Linked DNA regions of Mus musculus: region 1 is linked to region 2. A link is a contact called in public HiChIP or PLAC-seq data. All regions are on one chromosome and are shown on one strand. Each heading gives the region's core, a stretch centred on a gene start, on an enhancer-like site or on the middle of the called end of the contact. The rest is flanking DNA. Distances are from core to core; before and after follow the strand shown. Region 1 holds the start of Nenf (neuron derived neurotrophic factor). Region 2 has its middle 19 kb from the start of Atf3.

What was found. HiChIP or PLAC-seq counts read pairs in DNA pulled down with a chosen protein or histone mark.
Region 1: a contact with region 2 is called in an H3K4me3 HiChIP or PLAC-seq map of bone marrow-derived macrophages, with 2.9 times the contacts expected there. The contact joins the promoter of Nenf here to the enhancer-like site in region 2. A contact is called at or near these places in 3 of 39 promoter capture datasets (liver, macrophages and pre-B cells), 1 of 484 Hi-C or Micro-C datasets (nephron progenitors), 3 of 115 datasets of contacts at active chromatin or transcription factors (the HPC-7 cell line, bone marrow-derived macrophages and pancreatic cancer cells) and 2 of 9 other capture datasets (adipose tissue and pancreatic islet).

The regions. Positions count from the first base shown.
Region 1 is chr1:191,315,615-191,320,891 of GRCm38.p6, forward strand. Nenf (neuron derived neurotrophic factor) reads right to left here and starts at 2,517. Exons shown (of 4, transcript NM_025424.3): 1 at 2,305-2,517. The coding sequence starts at 2,478.
Region 2 is chr1:191,199,486-191,204,564 of GRCm38.p6, forward strand. No RefSeq gene overlaps it. Among named protein-coding and RNA genes, the nearest start is that of Atf3, 19 kb to the left of the region's middle. Within about 2 kb of position 1,911, at least 61 of the 459 cell types and tissues checked have an H3K27ac peak or open chromatin away from gene starts, as enhancers often do. A contact at or near this core is called in the HPC-7 cell line, adipose tissue and bone marrow-derived macrophages, where this site is marked.

The sequences.
Region 1 (5,277 bases), core at 1,267-3,766, 120 kb after region 2:
ACAGGCCCTGGACAGCAAGGAAGCAGACCGCTCTCTTAAGACTAGACAAACATCCCCCATACCCATCCCTCTAGGTTCCCCAGAGACACGCCGCCCCAATGTCAGCATGAACCAGCCAGATATCACATCCACCCTATTTCTGCTTCACCATCACCTCTTTCTAAGTTTGTTTGTTTGGTTGGTTGATTGGTTGGTTTTTTGTTTTTTTTTTTTTTTTTTTTTTTTTTGAGACAGGGTTTCTCTGTATAGCCCTGGCTGTCCTGGAACCCACTTTGTAGACCAGGCTGGCCTCGAACTCAGAAATCCGCCTGCCTCTGCCTCCTGAGTGCTGGGATTAAAGGCTTGCGCCACAACACTAAACCAAAATGGGGGAATGTTCGTATTCTGTCTGGATTCCACCCTCACTGTTCCTGGCAGCAGTCAAGTATGTTCCTCCCCACAGTTACCTAGCAACAGCCAGGTAGACCTGGCCCACTATAAAAGGGGCTGCTTGCCCCCTCCTCGATCTCTGGTTCTCTTACCCTTGTCCCCCTGTTCCCCCCTCTTCATTCTCTAACCCCCTCTCTCCATGTGGTCATGGCCGGCCTTCTCTTCTCTTCTCTTCTCTTCTCTTCTCTTTCTCTTCTCTTCTCTTATCTTCTCTTCTCTTCTCTTCTCTTCTCTTCTCTCCTCCTCCTCCTCCTCCTCCTCTCTCTCTCTCTCTCTCTCTCTCTCTCTCTCTCTCTCTCTCCTACCCTCTTAACTCCCTCTCCATGCCCTAAATAAACTCTATTCTACACTATACCGTTGTGTTTCCCTCAGGGGGAAGAGATGAAGAGATGCCTCGGCATCAGCATGGGCCCACTGAGGCACCCCCTCCCCCCACACCTCACCACACCCCCATAGAACATATATTAATACCACTTTATCTTTTTATGATGACAACACTCACCATCTCTTTCGCCAACAACAAATGACCAAGATCTGGTCCTCTACCCACTAGAAACCCTGGGTTCTTCCCCAGCCAGTCTGGGTGCCCCGATGCAGAGTGCTCCACATAAACCATACTGCACACCCAGTGTAGGCAGTGAGAAGCCCGCCCGCCCGCATCAGTAAGGCGTGGATTGCCTTGCTAGGCAGAACAACAGGCCAGCTTTGCTAACTGTTCTCCCCATGCGCCTATACCGGGAGTTCCCTCCGCTGTCCGGTAACACCCGTTCACATTCCCGCCATGTTCCTATCCCTGTGTTCTTATGGACCTGTGGGTCAAAAGCAGCAGTTCTTGGGCTGCAGAGATAGCTCAGCAGTTTAGAGCACTGACTGCTCTTCCAGAGGTCATGAGTTCAAATCCCAGCAACCACATGGTGGCTCACGACCATCTGCAATGAGATCTGATGCCCTCTTCTGGAGTGTCTGAGGACAGCTACATTGTACTTGTATATAATAAATAAATAGACGGGAGCAAGCGCGGCCAGAAAAAAAAAAAAAGCAGCGGTCCTCAACCTTCCTAACGCTGCAACTCTAAACAGTTTCACATGCGGTGGTGACCCCCACAACCATAAAATGATTTCCATTGCTACTTCATCATTGTAATTTTGCTACTGTTATGAATCCTAATGTAAGCATCTGTGTTTTCTGACAGTCTTAGGACCCACAGGCTGAGAACCACTGGCCTCAGCTTTCATCCCTAAAGATCTGTTTTGGGAGAGACCCTTGCATATTTGGTCTATGTAAGGTTCGCTAACACCGAAGCTAGGGAGCTCAGGGCACATAGATTCAGCGAAGCAACACGGGTCCTTCCCTCCTGTACCACTGAGCACGTGCCTCAGTTTCCCTATCTGTAAAGGTAGGGGATTAATTCCTGGAATCACTACAATGCCAAGAGACCGGTTCTTCCTAACTGGATTCAGGCTTCCTCCCCATCTAAAGCAGCTACCCATATCGGGTAGTGTTATTTCCTCCTTTGCGTTCATCCCCACCAGCCCAGACACTAAATGGGGTCTGAAGGGTGAGCTTCAGTAGGCCCGGGACACCGGGGCAGGAAAGGAAAGGCTTGGATCATCCTGCCGGCCCCAGACCCCCCTAGCTCAGTGCGCACTCTCAGGCCGGTCACTTTGCACAAACTGTAGGCCGTGTGACCCCAGCTCACCCTCACACTAAAATCTAGAAGGGTCTGAGGTCTGTACTCAGACCCACAGCGACAAGGCGGGGCGGAGGAAGCGCGGGGTGGGGCGTCAGGGCGACGCCCTGCCTCCACCCGGCCTCGCGTGGGTCCCCGCCACCAGTCAGCTCGGGACAGCCGCCGGCCCAGGCCGCGCCGCCTACCTCCTCGCCGCCGTAGCGGGCCAGCTCCTCCTCGGTGAAGAGCCGCACCGGGGGCCCGCGCTCTGCGGGGCGCGGCGTCTGCCCAGCCCAGGCTGAGGGCACTGGGACCAGAGCCAGCGCCAGGACGAGCGCCGCCAGCAGCCGCAGCCGCCACCAGGGCGCGGGGCGCGCCATAGACAGCGAGGAGCAGGCGGGAGGACGGCGGGGCGGGGCGGAGCACAGTCGGCTCCTAGGGAGGGGCCCTGTAAGACAGGACCCAGCCTTATCAATTTGTCCTCTCCTCCTTTCTCTCTGACGCTAAGTCCTACTACATAGCCTGTAATGTTCTTGAACTGGTGGCTATCCTTCTGCCTCAGTCTCCAGAGAATTGGGATTATACACTAGTGGCACCAGGCCCGAGTAACTTGCCCCCCCTTCCTTCCTTCCTTCCTTCCTTCCTTCCTTCCTTCCTTCCTTCCTTCCGTCCTTCCTTCCTTCCTTCCTTCCTTCCTCCCTTCCTCCCTCCCTCCCTTCCTTCTTTCTTCTCTCCATCCCTTTCCCTTACTCCCTTCCTCTCCTCCCTCTCCTTCCCCCATCTTTCATTCCTTCCTTCCCTCACTCTCTTCCTTCCTCTTCCCCATCTGTCTTTCCCTCGTTCCTTTCTTTTCTTTTTTCCTTTCCTTTCCTTTCCTTTCCTTTCCTTTCCTTCCCTTCCCTTCCTCTCCTATCCCTTTCCCTTCCCTTCCATTCCCTTCCTCTCCTATCCCCTTCCCTTCCCCCCCCCCTTCCCTTCCCTTCCCTTCCCTTCCCTTCCCTTCCCTTCCCTTCCCTTCCCTTCCCTTCCCTTCCTTTCCTATCCCCTGTCCTTCCCCTCCCTTCCTTTCCTTCCAGGATTTCGTTCTGTTTTTCAGGCTGGCTATGTCCCAAGGCTGACCTTGCAGGGATCTTCCTAGCCTGGCTCTTTTATAGAATTGTGTTGCAACGAACATGATTATGGCTTTGAAGGCTGTGCCAAACTCACAACACATTATCTGCTTTATACCGAGTCGCAGAATCTCAAGGTTGAAGAGGCCCTTCTAACTCCCAGGGTGAAATATCACAGCCTTCTTGAGGCCTAACACATCTTGACAATATCTCTGGCCTTGAGCACTCTGGCTGCTCCAGCCTCTTCTCGCTCTGCAGGCCTGTGTGTCAGGAAGCCAAAAGATTCTTCCTGCAATTTCTCCTGACCACATGAAATGCGCTGCCTGTTCTCCCAGAGGTCCTGGATTCTACACTTACACGGCAGTTCACAAGCATTTGTAACTCCAGTCCCAGGGGCCCTGACACCCTTTCTGGCCTCTGCAGGCACCAGGTACAAATGTGGTATACAAGCAAAACAGCCATACATATAAGTAAAATTTAAAAAGAATGTAGAAATTATTTTCCAATAATGTTTCCTAGTATTTATTTCTTAGCTGTATCCAACAGGAAAGCAGACTGCTGGCCACACAGGTGACAGAGGCTGAGGCTGAGACCTGTGGCAGAGAAGACCAGCCACAGGGAGGAGGAGGTGTGGCTCACATGTCTGGAGCTATGAAATAAGAGGCTAGAATCTTGGGAGGGAAGCTGGAGTTTGATGGCTGCTGTGGTCTAAGGCAGGGAATGGATGCTCACAGCGGATCCCCTGCTCTCCCTTCCCTTGAGCCTGCCAATCTCAGGCAGCACTTCCCCTTGATGGAATTCAAAGGAAACTCTGCTCTAAAGACTTTCTGATGGCTCATTTTTATTCCCTGGGCTCTGTGAACAGTGTATTAGCACTCAATATACTAATTAGTAACTAATTGCTAATTAGCAATGAACATGCTAATTGATAACTAATTAGTATTAGTAACAAATACATTATTCACAACCAATGATTTACAAGAAGTAATTTAAGGAAATAAAGGTTTATTTTGACTCACAGTTTTGGAGATTCCGTCCCCCAGGGTGGGAAACACCCTGGGATGGGGATAGGCCGTGTGTCCACACCTCAGCAATCAGGAGGCAGAGAGGAAACCACCAGAGTTACTTACTTTTTCTTTCACCATTTCTCTTCATCCCTGGACCCCCACCTGTGCAATGTGCTATCCACATCTGGGACAGGTATTCTCCTGTCTGGAAAGGCCCCACAGACACACATAAAGGCGTGCTGACCAACACTCTTGGGTTCTTCATTCAATCAAGTTGACAATCAAAGTCAACCACCACAAACAGGTAGCGATAGTTTCATATTACCCATAAGGCTACTGGGCACAGGAAGGTTAAATGACCTTACTAAGACAACAGGCCCAGAGCAGAGCAGAGATAGAACCTGATAGGGTATCAGGGTGCCAGGTTATCGATTTCACTAGCTCTTCCTCTGATGTTCCTAGGTAGACTTTGAGTGCAGAAATGGCACAGACAACTGGGCATACAATTTGTGGTTTGAATAAAAGTGTTTCCCATAGGCCCTTAGGGGTGGGATTATTAGGAGATGCGGCCTTGCTGGAGTATGTATGGCTTTATTGGAAGTTCCTGGGGGCAGGTTTCGAGGTTTCGGAATTTCAAGCCAGGCCTAGTTGAAGTAGAAACTTAAGGGTTCTTTGGAAAGTCAGTTGTGTTGGATGGAGTTTTGTTGGGGCAAACACGTGAAGGAGTGTTTTCTGAAGTGGACAGAGGTCTGAAAGGCTAAGATGATCATGAAGGAATGTTTCCCTAAAGCACACATAGGAGAAAGGATGTTCTGTTAAAACAAACAAAAGGACACATGATAAAGGATTCTTTACTAAGGACAAACATATTTTGGTTGACCTTACATTGTGTAGTTGAGCTCCATTTGTTGGGACTCCACAGAGAGAAACACATCAAAAAACTTCTGGTGGTGTGCTGTGGCTTCTTGTTTTCGTGGACTTGGGCTGAGTGACAGTGATGTCAGCTGAGACAGATGCATGTGCTGAGGCGAGACCCGTGGAGGACAAGTGATGTGTGGAGAGA
Region 2 (5,079 bases), core at 661-3,160:
TCCACCACACCCAGTTGTAGGTGACTGTGGAAATGGGAGGCAGGGTTTTGTCACACCAGACAAGCCCCTGACCAACCGAGCTACATCTCCAGTCCTGTTCAGACCACTGTCTTCTGGGATTTTCCCATTGTCAAGACTTCATGGTCTTCCTAGAAGCAAGCTTCTCCATGTGGAAGGGCTCACCTGACTACAGCTTACAAAGGAAGCCACTGAGGCAGGCACCTTTATTGATTCAGACTGAACACTGGTGTCATCACCTCTTTTTCATCCCACATCTGAGTCTCATTGGGTCAGCAAAGGCACCTTCCTTGACTCTGTTTTGCCAAATTAAAGATCATTGTTGTTGTTGTTGCTGTTATTAAAGTCACCCATAGGCTCTTCCCTCCACGTAAGCCTGTGCCTGTGCCTGCCAGTGTCCACAGGGACAATGAGCTGGAGCTGAGGGTTCACTGGAGCTGAGGTTACAGGTGGCTAAGAGGCTCTAGGCATGGGTGCTGGGGTCTGAACTCACTTCTCTCAAAGAACAGCAAGTGTTCCTACTGCTGAGCCATCTCTTCTGCCCCCTGAAATAACCTGTGCACTTTGCTGAATTGATAGCATAGCTTTGAATGCGCATCTTCCACTTTGTACAGCTCTGCTGGCACTTCTGGTTTGCTGCCATCTGCCCATCCATACTTTCTGCATTCATGTGCTATTTTCTATTGTGTTTACTTTGCTTTGAGTCAGACTCTCATTCTGCGGTCAGGCTGGTCTCAAGCTTACTATGTAGCTGAGCATGTCCTCAAACTCACAGGGAGCCTCCTGCCTCAGCCTCTTCGGTACCGGAACTATAAGTGTGTGTCACCATACCCAGCTCAGACTATAATTTAAAACCTTTTATGTAAAAAACCTGCTTAGTGTTACTTTTGTTGTTGTTTTTGAGACAGGGTCCCACTATGCAGCCCTGGCTTGCCTGGAACGGCTGGTTTTGAACTCAAGACGACCCTCCTGTCACTGCCTCCTTAGGTCGGGGATGACATGTGTGCATCGCCAAGCCTGGTACAAGATTAATCTCGACTGGACTTAGAATCACTATCCTAGCAAACCTGGCTCATCCGAGAGAAGTCTCTAGTTAAATAAACTGAAGTGGGCAGGTTCACCTTAACTGTGGGCGGCACCTGTGGGCGGCACCATCCCATATGCTAGGTTCTAGACTAAACATAAAAGGAAGAGAGCTGAGCATGAGCACTCATCCCTCTGCTTCCTGACAGAGGACGCAGTGTGACCGGCCACCTCACGCTTCTGCAGCAGGGGCCTCCCATAAGGGATTAGATCCTTCAAACTGTGAGCCACAATACCAGCCCCCCCCCACACACACACACACCCTAGGTGCTTCCCTCAGGTGTTTATTCACGGCAATGGAGAAGTAGCCTGGGCTCAGTATAATGGTTTGTATATGCTCGGCCCAGGGAATGGCACTATTAGAAGGTGTGGCCCTGCTGGAGTTGGTGTGGCCTTGTTGGAGTAGGTGTGTCACTTAAAGCGTGGCCTTCAAGACTCATCCTAGCTACCTGGAAGTCAGTATTCTGCTAGCAGCCTTCAGATGAAGATGTAGAACTCTCAGCAGTTCCTGTACCATACCTGCCTGGATGCTGCCATGTTCCCGCCTTGATGATCATGGACTGAAACTCTGAGCCTGTAAACCAGCCCCAATTGAATGTCCTTATCAGAGTTGCCTTGGTCATGGTGTCTGTAGAACAGCAGTAAAACTCTGACCATGCCACTCAGTCTTTAGTTGAAGGTGTGGGGGACTTTAGAAGGGAAAGGCTGGATCCTATTTACTGTTGCCTGGCCTCTGCTGTGGTAACCTACTTGTATGTCAGCAGTGTGTCTGAACATCATCTGCGAGCTTCTAAGCACGTGGCTTGGTCACAAGAGGCCTCGTGGATTGCATCATGGAAGCAACCTCAACTTCTGCAAAAGTCTGTCTGCAACTGTGTGCCTGTTGTTTGGAAGCAAAACACTCTGAGGTTTGAGTTCATGTCAAGCTGTCCAAAGTGCGCTTAACTCAGACAACGCTTATGGATACAAATATCCCTTATTTATTTTGTGTTTATCCACAAACACTACTGAACACCAACTACGTGTGCTTTGACTTACAGTATCGCCGTATAATACATCACTCTCCTCAGGTTTTAACTTCCATTGCTTTCTACCTTCAAAATCTCAGTTCTTTTTGTATTTTTTTTTCTTGCAGAGACAGGTCTCATACAGCCTAGGACAAAGTCACTGTGTAGTTGTGGATGGCCTTGAGTCATCAACCTGCCTTCTCTTCTGGTGTGGGGGACCACAACCATGTGCCCCCATACCCAGGGTCTTCCCTCTGTCTGAGACGTAATATTCTTTCTCCTAATTCACTTATTCTACCTTAAGAGAGAAAAAAAAGGCAAAGTGTGTGCCAGTATCAGTGAAAGCACTCATTTGTCACAGACAGAAAAAGCCCCAATATGTTCTGCTCTACCCAGAAGGCTCCTGCCCCGTGGTCTAGCCCCAGGGTCATCACAAAACGACATTATTATGTTTTTCTAAGGGAGCCGAGAAGACGGCAGCAAAATTGGGAATTGGGTCTTCCTCAACAAACCTCTCACCACTGTCAGGAACAAACAACCACTTTTGAAGACTCACCACCCAAATTGCCTAGCTTTTGTCTTGCCGTAAACTCATGAGGAACTTGGTACATGCTTGACGCTTATTTCCCTGTGCCTCAGTTTATGTCTGGCTTAGCATGTACTCTAAGGTGGTTCTAGGCAGGTGAGTCATCCAGAATGACAAACTCACCCTGATATAGTCATTCATATCTTTATTGCACTTTTAAAACTTTGCTTGTGTGTATATGCTGTGTGCATGTATGGCCCGTCCCTGCTGTCTGCCCCCTACTGTCCCAGCACTGGAATTACAGGCAAAGGCCACCACAACCAGGTTGTTATGTGGTTCTTTGGGATCCAAACTCAGGTTCTCGTGTTTGTCCTGTAAGCACTCCACCCACTGAGCCACGTCCCATATTCATTCATTCATTCATTCATTCATTTATTCATTTATTCATTCATTCGCTTCTTAGGCTCGGTTTTCATAGCAATACCTAGTACCTGCCTGAAGTCATAGTCTGGTGTTAAAAATTACTGCTCAACCGGTGTTCAGAGAGAGCTAATGGGAGGTTTGACTGCGTTGAACTTTTGTTTTAATGGTGTGGGCGTGTTTCCAGAGTCCTCCACTCCGGGATGAGCTTCTCCCACCCCTAAGTCTTTTAGAACTTCAGTTTTGTGCATCTCATGGATGTCTTGTCATGTGACAGAAGATGACTCTCAAGACCCTGAGTTTTTTTCTCTAGAGTCAGAGTTAATGGCTATGTCTAAATCAGGTTCTGCAGGAGAATGAGAAACCTCCTCCTGGAGTGTAGGTGTACTGTGGATCTCCTCTCTCCTCCCCGTCTCTCCTCCCCCCTCCTCCTTTCTCCCTCTGCTGGGAATGAGACCAGGGCCTTGTGTATTGTAGGCAAATGCCCTCCCACTAAGCTGTCCTGAGGCCATGGAGAGGCCTGGGGAGATGCTCAGAAGGTAACCACTTTCTGTTCTTCCAGAGGTCCCAGTTCCCAGCACATGGAAGTCTACAGCCTCCTGCAACCCCAGCTCTAAGGAACCGGACTCCTCTCCAGGCCTCCCTGGGCACCTGCACTCATGGAGACACACATGTGCACTAGATGAACAATTTTTTAAAAAATTTAAAAATAAGTCATGAGAAACTTACAGAGTCTTGGTCACAGACTAGGCAAATTTCTTCTAAAAGATGAGGCAACATGTAAGCTGCCACAGAACAGGCAGGGTTAGTATGCACACTCGACATCTTAGCTTAAGGAGGAGGATTGCCATGAAGTCCAGGCCAGCCAGGGCTACAAACCAAGATTTTTTAAAATCTTATTTATTGTTTGTTCTGTATAGCAAGATTGTAAGAACTGCCTGACAGTGTATTAAGTGTCCTGGTGAGGGTGAATTTCAGAAAAACAACAAAGGATTTTTAGGGTAAGTATGTCCCTTGCAGGATTTGCAAGAGAGCTATCTCACTGGCTTAAGATGATACTGTTCACAAGAGCCTCTCATTCACTCTGGAAGTTGTACTGTACTTACAAACCACTGTGGAACTGGGGAGATGGCAGTGCCTAAGTGGTTACCACATTAGCATAATGATGGACTTCAGACTCCTAGAAATGCCTGGTGTGTGTGTGTGTGCGTGTGTGGCTGGCAGCCTGCTTGTAACTCCAGCCTCAGAGGGTGAAGACGGGATCCCCAGAGCAAGAGACTGGTCTGCCTACCCTGAAGGGAAACCATGTGGGCTTGATTCTGAGATCCTGACTCCCTGAATAAAATGAAAGAGGAATGGAGGGTGATTCCCTACATCAGCCTTGACTCTCTGCATGCATGCTACACACACACACACACACACACACACACACTCCCACACATGCAAACACACACATATGAAAAGAAAAAATAGAATCTAACATGTTCTTTATAGATTGCTCAATTGGATCTATTGAAAAAGAACTCTCTAAATCTATGCTGAGGGGTGGTGGCTCATGCCTTTAATTCCAGCACTTGAAAGCTGAGGCAGGAGGATTGCTGTAAATTCAGGTCAGCCTGGGCTATATGAGTTCCATGATAGTCTGGGCTTCAGAGTGATAGACTACCTGAAAAAAGTAAGCAAGTAACCTTTTCTTAGCTGAGTTCTTATAAGTGATGTAGGGAGCAGCCAAACTGCACCTCCTTGGGAACCTGTGACCGTCTCTTCCATAGGCAACATACACCCAGCAACCTCAAATACCAAAGCACTGCCTGGTGGTTTTGTCGGTCTTTGTTGGATATTTCTCATGAGAAATTAAGCCTCAGAGTCACACTTATAATTCTGAGCTCAGGAGGCTGAGGCAGGAGCATTGCTGTTTTGAGAATTATCTGGGCTATACTGAGAGTTCAAGGCTGGCCTGGGCAACTTAGACTCTGGTGTCTTAGACGGAATAAACAGGGATGACTAGACAGGAGCAGGGCAACA